3 separate regions of the Mus musculus genome follow, and all the other regions are linked to region 1. A link is a contact called in public Hi-C and promoter capture Hi-C data. All regions are on one chromosome and are shown on one strand. Each heading gives the region's core, a stretch centred on a gene start, on an enhancer-like site or on the middle of the called end of the contact. The rest is flanking DNA. Distances are from core to core; before and after follow the strand shown.

Region 1 (3,430 bases), core at 536-3,035:
CCAACATTTGGAGGTCAGGGAAGGATCTGGGTGTCCTCCTCTATGCCTGTCTGCCTTATTCCTTTCACAGTCTCTCATTGAACCAGAATCTCCCTATTTGGCTAGGCTGGCTGGCCATTGAGCTCCCAGAATCCTCTTCTCCATCCTGCCAAATGCTAGGGTTACAGACATGCACAGTAGTGCCCAGCTTTCTTTTATTTTTAACAGAGGTTTGGGGGACTCGAACTCAGGTCCTCAAGCTTGCATAGCAAGTGCTCTTACTCACTGGATCATTTCCCAGGAATCCCTCTTCCCACCACACATACACAAAGAGAGGGTGCCTCTGTGTAGTCTTGGCTGTCCTGAAACTTGCTCTGTAGACCAGGCTGACCTCAAAACTCAGAGAGATCTACCTACCTCGGCCTCCTGAGTGCTGGGATTAAAGTGTGTACCACCACTGCTAGGTTTAATTTTAAGCTATGTGTACGCAATGCACAAGGGGCTGTGTAGGGGTATGTACACATAAGTTCAAATTTCCCTAGAGGCCAGAAGAGAGCATTTAAGTTACAGGCATTCATTGGAGCCTGATGGGAGTTTTGGGAACTAAACTTCATTCTCTGGAAAAGTAGCAGGGGCTTTTAACTGCTAAGCCATCTCTCCTGCTGCATGGACTGAAATTCCTGACCATACACCTCAGATTCTTTAATGTTCCCAAATGCCTCAATATAAAATGTAAAAGGAAAACTTGGTAGGTTGGCATGATAACACATACCTTTAATCCCAGAATTATGGAGGCAGATGGATCTCTCTGAATTTGAGGTTTGCTTCATCTACATCTGTAGTGAGATCTTGTCTCAAAAAATAAACAAATCCCAAACCAAGTATTTGCCTCTTCTCCGGTCAATCAATTTATTGACTGTTTTGCTTTTTTTTTTTTTTTTTTTTTTTTTTTTTTTTAGCTAGGGCCTCACATAGCCCAAGCTAACCTGAAACCTACTACATTCATGAGATTAGCCTTGAACCTCTGATCTTACCGATTCTGCTTCTACCTTCCAAGTGCTGGGTTAACTAAAGTGTCACCAATGCCTGGCATTTTATTTCTTAACTAAATTTTACAATTTTGGTGGGATTACAGGAGTGAATCAATACCTTGTGACCCCACTTTGTTTGTTTGTTTGTTTGTTTTTGAGACAGGACTGGCTTGGAACTCTCTTTGTAAATCAGATTGGTTTTAAACTCTCAGTGATTCACCTGCTTCTGACTCTGCCTCCTCAATGTTGGGATTAAAGGCTTGCACCAATATACCTGATCTGGTTTGTAGTTTTAAAAATACCATAGTTCCGAGGTCAGGAAAAGGTGCCATATCCCTTAAGTTGCCATATACCTCGGGTTGTACCCAGATGGATCTTGTGGATGCTATGGAGAAATAATTCCTTTGTGTAACATCCTTGGCTGTCCTGGAACTCTCTGTAGACCAGACTGGCTTCGAACTCGGAGACCTGCCTGCCTTTGCCTCCCAAGTGCCGGGATTGAAAGCGAGTGACACTAAACGCCTGATTGTTTTATACATCTTAACCTAATAAAGTAGCAGAATTTAAGTGAGGGATAAGACAGCCCAAAGCATTCTGGATCCTTTGGATAAAGAACGGCTCGACGGTTGCCCGGAGCAGCCCGGGAGGGACTTACAGACGCGAGGATGATTGGTTGAAGAAGAACTTCCGTTGACATTTCCGACTCTTGACCCGCCCTGATCATCGGTGATTGGCTGAACTGTTACAAACGTTATGTGGCCTGGGAGTTGTAGTTCTTTTGGTTGATAAGGGACGCCAATAAGAGCTAGTGGTTGGATGGAGACTGTGAGCGGTGATTTTGCTTGGTTGTAATCTCCCAAATCATGTCCCGTGTGTTGGTGCCCTGTCATGTGAAAAGCACTGTAGCCCTGCAAGTGGGCGACATGAGGACCTCTCAAGGTCGGCCTGGCGTGCTGGTCGTCGATGTCACTTTTCCCAACATCGCGCCTTTCGAGGTGAGCAACCCCCCATATAAGCGATCAAGGCTTCTGGGCGGGGAATACCTAGTAACTTGGGCGTTTCCTAGGCATTTACACAGCTTCTACAGTGTCTCTTGCTTTTGCGAATTGGGCCTATTCAGAAGCATTTACAGTCTTTATTAATAAGCTTTATTAAATAGACTAGAGTTTCCCGTCCTATCCTCTTCAGCATCTCTTCCCAGTGCCCAGGATATCACTGGAACTACAATTTGAATCTCAGTACAAGTGAGAGGATATTTGATTTCGGCCGTAGCTGCAATCGTCAAACAATGATGCAAACGTACCATTCCAGTGGCCCCTGCCACAGGTCAGGTGCAACCTAGCCTTCATCTAGGTCCTCCTGGTGACTTGTTTCCAATCCCTAGTTGTTCTTCCATTTCAACTGACAGTGACAGGGCGTTGCATGACCTCAACACAGGACAAAGGCTACCTCTAATGGCATAGCATCCTTCCCTTACCCACCCTCTTGGCTCTATGTGCTTTGTATTACAATATGTCATTCTCTCGCAAGATGTTGCTTCCCAACAATCTGGGGAAACCTAGTTAATTGATCCGACCCTGGAAAATCTGAGTCAGTGTGTTTGAGGTGGATCTTTGACATCTATATTTTTATTTACTTATTTAATATTTTTATTTTAAAAAAGCTTTATTTTAAATCTATGAGTGTTGTTTTTGCATGTCTGCATATATACCTTGTGCATGGCTGGTACTAGTAGAGGCCAGAAAAAGGTTCTGAATCCTCTGGAACTGGAGTTATGAACAGCTGTGAGGTGCCGTGTAGGTGCTGGGAACCAAACCTGGTCCTCTGCAAGAGCACCAAGTACTCTTCATTGCTGAGCCATCTCTCTAGTCCTGATATCTGTGCTTTTGTGTGTTTTGTTTTGTTTTGTTTAAGTTCCATAGGTGATGCTGGTGTGCATCGAGATGGAAACTACTGCTATGGCAGTTGGTACTCTAGGCTCCCCAAACCCCTCCAGTGCAGGATCCTACTATTCTTCTTTTTTGCTGTTGCTTTTTGTTTTTCGAGACAGGGTTTCTCTGTGTAGCCCTGGCTGTCCTGGAACTCACTCTGTAGACCAGGCTGGCCTCAAACTCAGAAATCTGCCTGCCTTTGCCTCCCAAGTGCTGGGATTAAAGGCGTGGGCCACCACTGCCCGGCCCTACTATTATTCTTTTTTTTTTTTTTAAAGATTTATTTATTGTTATATGTAAGTACATGGTAGCTGTCTTCAGACACACCAGAAGAGGGCGTCAGATCTCATTACAGATGGTTGTGAGCCACCATGTGGTTGCTGGGATTTGAACTCAGGACCTTCAGAAGAGCAGTTAGTGCTCTTAACAGCTGAGCCATCTCTCCAGCCCTCTTTTGTTGTTGTTGTTGTTGTTTGTTTGTTTGTTTTA
Region 2 (3,242 bases), core at 428-2,927, 350 kb before region 1:
GTTGCTGCTTCCGTGCACATATGCCGGCAAGCACGCCTGGGTGCACACAGAGCACAGACACACACATGCCCGTGGGCATCGCTGCATACACTGTGCTGCTTCCATCTCCCTTGGTATAAGCTAGCACACATTCACGTGTATGCATATACCCTGCCACGTGCTGTCACCCACGTGCACACAGTGTGCACAGGATCAAGAAGTGGAATACTGCCAGCAGCAGGCAAAGCTTTAGGGAGCCACCCCTTCCACTGACTCTAAAGCCATAATCCAGGTTCTTGGCCCCATTCTTGGATAGATTGTGATCCTCAAGAAAGATAGAAGATGTGTTTGAGGTATGTCGGTTCTGCCAGCCATGTCTTGGCTACAACATAAACTTGGAGGCTCATTGTATTAGGGATAATAGAAAAGACTGCATGCCAGGCTTTTCCTTCCTTCTGCAAACATTAGTTGAGCATTGTGAGATTAGACATAGGCTCTGTCAAGTTTGCCAAAAGGTTCCTATCCAGTACTGGGATGGATGTTAATGGCCAAGACTCTTCGTACTCAGGGGCCCAGATACAATGATAACATGGCCTAGAGGAAGTGACCAGAGTCGGGGAAAGACATGAAGAACTCAACAACCCTTCTGGAAGAGGTTATCCAGAAACCCTGAAGCAATTTCTCTGGCAATCTTCTGGCTTCAGCCCCAAGTTCTTCACTTGTTGGGTCCCATCTGTCCTCAGCTATGGGTGGTAATGCAAATAGGCTTGCTCAACATGTGACCCTGTTCCCAGGATGGCTGGGCCGGGCAGATCACTAGCAGGGTAAGATGGAATGGAGCCTGGGTCCAGACAATGGAAAACCTAAATGTGGCCTTTATTTATTGTCTCAGGATGGTCCTCAGGACTTGATGGGCAGTGGGATGGACCTTCAGTCCTCTTGCCTCCTTGAGAAGGGACAGAAATATGGTTAAGAACTTCATTGGAAATTCCTTCCTAGTACTTCCACAATACCATAACCTAGCCCAGGTCACCTGGGTCATGTTGCTTAGGAAATGTTTAAGGATTATTACAAAGAGAAGAAAGCAGACCCCATGCTACATCATAGGTGACTTTTAGTTTGGGAAATTCAGAACTATACAGAGGGGACTGACTGAGCCAGCCATGAGGCTGGTAATTTAGTTGGGAAAGATTTTGGCTTCACAGGAGTTGGATGTAGGATGGTCTGAGGGCCTCACTGTCTTGTCATTTCCAAATTGATCACAATTGCACACATAGTCCTGTGTGTTTATTCCTGTCTAGGAGGTGCTCCAGGGACTGCCCATGTGGTTCTAAGTAGATCCAACCCTTTGGATCAGGGTTGGGGAACTGGGCAGGGCCCTGGTCTCCTGCAAACTACTTCTAGCCAGGAGACTCCTGTGCAGTTCCAGGACTCAGGTTCTTCTCCAAGTCCTCACTCCTAACTCCTTACTTCGGGATTAGGAAGGGCCCCTTCGCCTCCTGTTGCTGGGTTTTGAGTCTGATGGCCTAAGTGAGCCTAGCAGGTGTTCGCCGCCAACCTGCATGCGCCCTCCCTCGAGTGGGATTCCAGTCTCCGGGTCTGCCAGGGTGGGGGCGGGCCGGGCGAGGAGGCCCCGCCCCCAGCCCGCCCCCGGCCCGGGGTGCGAATCCGCTGCCAGAGAGCGACTGGCGATGCTGGAGGTTCTGGAGTCGAAGCGGCTGCAGCTGGCGCCGCGTCTGCCCCGCGTGCCCGGAGCGGATTCTGCCCGCCGCCCCCGGAGCCCTGCTGAGCGGGTTATCGCTTCCTGCCTGTGACCGACCAGCTTTGCAGGTGCGGAGCAGGGAGGGCTGGGCCGGTGGGGAGGGCGCCTCCTGGATGCACGTTGGGGGGCCTTGGGAGATTGTTTCCCTGGTTAGAGAATCCCCGCGCAGGATGCGCGCGATCACCGCGAGGACTCTGGGGGTCCCAAGCAGGGGCACAGCGCACCGTTTCTGCAGATGCGAGGTGGGGTGGCGTGCGGGGTTGGGCTAAAGTTCCCCATTACCTCTGACGGCTTGGGAGGGTCCCAGAGAAAGCCTCTGCAGCTCCGAATTGTAAAAAACATAAACCCTCGAAGATTCGTGGTGCCCCTTATAGGGGTAAAGGGCCAAGGGCCGAGCGGTCCATCCTCGCTCCTAGAGCGGTCTTCAGCCCCTCCCCAACTGCCCCTGGGGGCCCCCTCCCTCTGGTTTGGCAGTCACTAATTTCCATGACAACGGAGAGTTCTTTATGGGCGACAATCCGGAGGGGGCTGGGCGGGGCTGCTGCGGGGCTGGGGGAGGAGGTTCTAAGCCCGAGTGGACTATTGGCCCCCAAGCTAAGTTCAGGCTTCCAAGCCTTCTGAGGGTCTTTTGTCAAGGGAGGTGGGGGCGCAGCGCACTGACACACGTGCGAGGTGGGGGTGCGGGGCGCACATGTTTCTGCTGGGAGGTGCGGGGCTTGCTGCTCACACGTGTGCCTCCCGCATGTGTGTTGCTGTGCCAGCGGGGGCGAGCCAGCAGCACTGGGGAAGGGGGTCAGAGTGGTACCATGGTGAAGAGCAGGGACTCTGCCTGGAGTCGCAGGGGACAATTAAAGCGTTAGCCTCTCTGTCTTTTTCAGCTTGCTATTGCTTGACAGGAGACCCTGGGCTTTTGAGCCCCAGCCCCATGAAGGGCTGCCAACTGCTCCCCGACCCCAAACCTGTTCTAGCAGGTTCCTTCCTAGAGAACAGGGCCCCCTTTTCCTCACCAAAAGCTCCTAGCTGGTCTATACGACTCTAGTGGGTCTTTTGCACACCAGCCTCCAAACACAGGCTCAGGCTTTGGGGCCCCCAGGACCACCTTTGCAGAAGTAGGCTGGCTTCCCCTCCCCCTCTGAGTTGATTACTGGCAGATTCAGTGACTTCTGAGCCTCCCTTTCCTAACTTGGAAATTAGTATCTCCATTCCCTTCATAGCCAGGATGGGACAGAGGTCTCCCTTTTTTTCCCCTCATTTAGTGTGGATCCCCAGGCGCCCTACCCTGGCTCTGTATATATCTGCTGCAGGCCCTTCTCTGTGTCTTCATTCCCTGGTGGCTACCAATTAGCCGGCTGGTGGCAGTCCTCTGCTCTGTTCAGGGAAACTGAGACCTGGGGGGTGTTGGTGTGCCTTTGTCTTCCTGTTTCTGGCTTGCTCATGGTGCTGTTTTGGCTGCTGCTTTTGGCCATCCTGAGATCTGCCCAAGACTGAGGCTGGGATGAAG
Region 3 (3,047 bases), core at 228-2,727, 430 kb after region 1:
GACTCTAATCAGATCCTATGCAGTTTTCTATCTAACCAGATAATCTAATCTAATTGCCATGCCTTTTCATGATTCATGCTGCCTCTACCCATTTGGAGGCAATTACTGTTTTGATTTATTTTATAATTGATTATTTCATTTATTTAAAAATTTCATATAAATAGAATTATGCCACATATATTATTAATATTTTTTTTGTTTTATTTTTTGAGACAGAGTCTCAAAATGAGTTCCTGGCTGACCTGGAACTCACTTTGTAGACCAGGCTGGCCTTGAACTCAGAAATCCACCTGCCTCTGCCTCCTGAGTGCTACGATTAAAGGCATGTGCCACCACCATCTGGCACAACATGTATTCTTAATATGAGCTTCTTTCCATTTCTAGTTTGCTGTTCGCTCCTGCTCATTTTGTAATTTCCTTTGTCCTCAGCTTCCGCCACTCCTGCCTTCTGTTTCCTCTTCATGTCCTTCTCTGCTCCCCTTTTCTCCTCTTTTCTTTCTTTGTCTGTTTTTCACTATGTAGTCCCAACCTAGAATTTATTACTTACTATGTAGCTCAGGCTGGCCTTGAACTCACAGTCTTCCTGCCTCAACCTCCTGAATATTGGGAGTAGAGAAATGTACCACCACACTGAGAAGATAATGCCCATTTCAACAAGTCTTTGTTGTGTTTTTTTTTTCCATTTTGTATTCCGTAATGTTGCCAAGGGCAAAATTGTGGAGTTGTGGGAGCTGGAGATATAGCTTAGAGGTTAAAAGCACTGACTGCTCTTTCAGAGGTCCTGAGTTCAGTTCCCAGCATCCACATGTGGCTCACAACTGTCTGTAATTCAGTAGCTATAAGACATGAGGGCCTGAGTTTGGATTCCCAGTACCCAGATAAAACTCCAACATGGTCCCATACCTTTATGACCGTCGCACAGTGGGAGTGAAGACCTGCAGGTTCCCAAAGCTCACTGGCTTCTCAGTCTAGCCTGTCCATGAGCTCTGGGCTCAGTGAGACCCTGACCCCACAGATAAAGTAGGGAACAATCTAGGGAAGACACTCATATTCACCTCTGGCCTCTGCATGCATGGACACACAAATACAATGCATTTCCAAATATAAATGGACACCCAAGGTTTAAATTTCAAATTTACAGTAAAGTCAAAAGAATAGAACCATGAACATGCACCACCACTGCCCAGCATAACATGTGGTTTTGTTTTTTTTGTTTTTTTGTTTTTTTTTTTCAAAGTTGAACCTGTTCATATCCTTGTTTGTTTTTAAAGTTTGTTTATTTAATGTATGTGAGTACACTGTCACTGTCTTCACACTAGCAGAGGGCATCAGATCCCATTATACATGGTTGTGAGCCACCATGTGGTTGCTGGGAATTGAACTCAGGACCTCAGGAAGAGCAGTGTTAATCGCTAGACCATCTCTGCAGCCCCACACCCTGTGTTCTTTTTATGATGTTCTTTGTTCTCAGTTGAGACACATGCTGTGCTTGATTGTGATGGCTTCGCTTTTGTTTCCTCTGGAGTATTGACCCTTTCCCTGACACCTCCTGTCAGTTTCTAGGGAGTTACAAGAGAAGGTGCTCAGAACAAGGCCCTCCTCAGATCTGGCCTGAGATGTTGCTTAGTTTGGATTATATGAGAAAATTTGAATGTATTGCCAGTATTTTTTTTTCTTTTTCTCTTTTTCTTGGCAGCATTTAAGTAGAAAATTTCAGGGAATGTCAGTCCATGTTTTCCATGAGTGTGGATGGCACACAATAGTAAGCATTCTTTTTTAGTATGTTAACTTGTACGGTAGTCCACACCCATGGGGCTTTGGAATTAAAGATGCCTTTTGAAGCACAGTTACTCTGACAGAAATTACATGGAATGTCGCAGAAATAACATAATTTCTCTCTTAAGTTAAAGCTAGTATTCTTTTCTTTTTTGCACTCTGGTCCTGAGACTTGAACTTAGGACCTCACATACTTGAGATATGTATTCTGTGACTAAGGTGTTCTGTGCATGTATGTGAAGGGGCATATTAGAGGTGCATGAGTATGTAGAAGCTAGATGTCAGCCTCAGGTGTCATTCTTTAGGTACTGTGTGCTTTTTTTAAACATGGAGTTTTGGGAATGAAACTCAGGTTGAATGAGCCATTTTTCCTGCCCCTAGCCCATTTTTTTGAGATATGGTGTCATGTAGCCCAGGCTGTCCTTGAACTCATTAAATAGCCAAGGATGGCCTTGAAATTCTTTTCCAGATTTAAGACCAGTGTTTGATCAGAATATAGTAGTATTGTATTTATTCATATAGTTGCTTTCTAGTTATGACATGTAATGTTGGTAAGTACATAATTATATATGTTATACATAATTGAAATATATATGTATATTTCCTGTCCATTAGAGACTACTTAATAAGCAACACTGTAGCAAAATGTTCTCCTTACATCTGCCTCCTTAGTCGTTAAAATTGATGAGGTAGAAATGAATCTTGTTTTAGAAGTTAGCTGTGAGTGTAGCAGAGTATAGAGCTGGCCTGCTCAGGTAAGGTGCCACTCTACAGTATAACTAACCTCTGAGGCCATCTGCTGTAGCGGTAGTTTCTACAGCGCCTTGGCTCCCAGCAGGTCGGGAGCAATCTGGATTCAGGAATGAAGGACACACACATACACACACCAGTTAATTTTTGACATGTTGTGATTAGCTCAAAGACTGGGTACTCCTAAACTCTCCCCTGCTGGCAAATTCTCCTCTGTTGCTCCTGAGACTCGTAAATCTTCCCCTGCTACCCCAGGCCCAGTTGGGGAAATGGCCACTTCCCTGAATTCTTCCATGACTGGTTGGCTTTCTCTCCTGCAGCTCTTATGCCCCACCCTTCTCCCCTGAGTCATGATGATTCCCCCAGTTCCTTCCACGCAAATCTAAAGGTGCTGCCTCAGTCTGCCTGCACAACCATTGATCATTGGCTCTTTTTGATCCATCAAAAACCAGCTGGGGACAAGGATCTTCAGTGTTTGGATACACAGATACCCTATTTTGGGGGCCAGATTAATTCAAAGC

What was found. Promoter capture Hi-C pulls out the DNA fragments that hold promoters and counts their contacts. Hi-C and Micro-C count contacts between places; a contact is called where the count stands out from the background.
Region 2: a contact with region 1 is called in a promoter capture Hi-C map of fetal liver, with 2.7 times the contacts expected there. The contact joins the promoter of Camkv here to the promoter of Nicn1 in region 1. A contact is called at or near these places in 16 of 39 promoter capture datasets (the 3T3-L1 cell line, 3T3-L1-derived adipocytes, the C10 cell line and 13 more), 1 of 15 datasets of contacts at CTCF or cohesin (the NIH/3T3 cell line), 1 of 115 datasets of contacts at active chromatin or transcription factors (large pre-B cells) and 4 of 9 other capture datasets (adipose tissue, liver, macrophages and 1 more).
Region 3: a Hi-C map of reprogramming fibroblasts shows a contact between it and region 1, with 4 times the contacts expected there. The contact joins the enhancer-like site here to the promoter of Nicn1 in region 1. A contact is called at or near these places in 5 of 484 Hi-C or Micro-C datasets (granulosa cells, reprogramming fibroblasts, transition I germ cells and 1 more) and 3 of 9 other capture datasets (adipose tissue, liver and pancreatic islet).

Annotation. Positions count from the first base shown.
Region 1 is chr9:108,288,658-108,292,087 of GRCm38.p6, forward strand. It overlaps Nicn1 (nicolin 1), which reads left to right and starts at 1,786. Exons shown (of 6, transcript NM_025449.4): 1 at 1,786-2,005. The coding sequence starts at 1,874.
Region 2 is chr9:107,934,243-107,937,484 of GRCm38.p6, forward strand. Camkv (CaM kinase-like vesicle-associated) reads left to right here and starts at 1,678. Exons shown (of 11, transcript NM_145621.2): 1 at 1,678-1,809.
Region 3 is chr9:108,722,489-108,725,535 of GRCm38.p6, forward strand. The region is part of intron 4 of Prkar2a (protein kinase, cAMP dependent regulatory, type II alpha); the gene reads left to right. Among named protein-coding and RNA genes, the nearest start is that of Gm24259, 15 kb to the right of the region's middle. Within about 2 kb of position 1,478, at least 2 of the 459 cell types and tissues checked have an H3K27ac peak or open chromatin away from gene starts, as enhancers often do. A contact at or near this core is called in reprogramming fibroblasts, where this site is marked.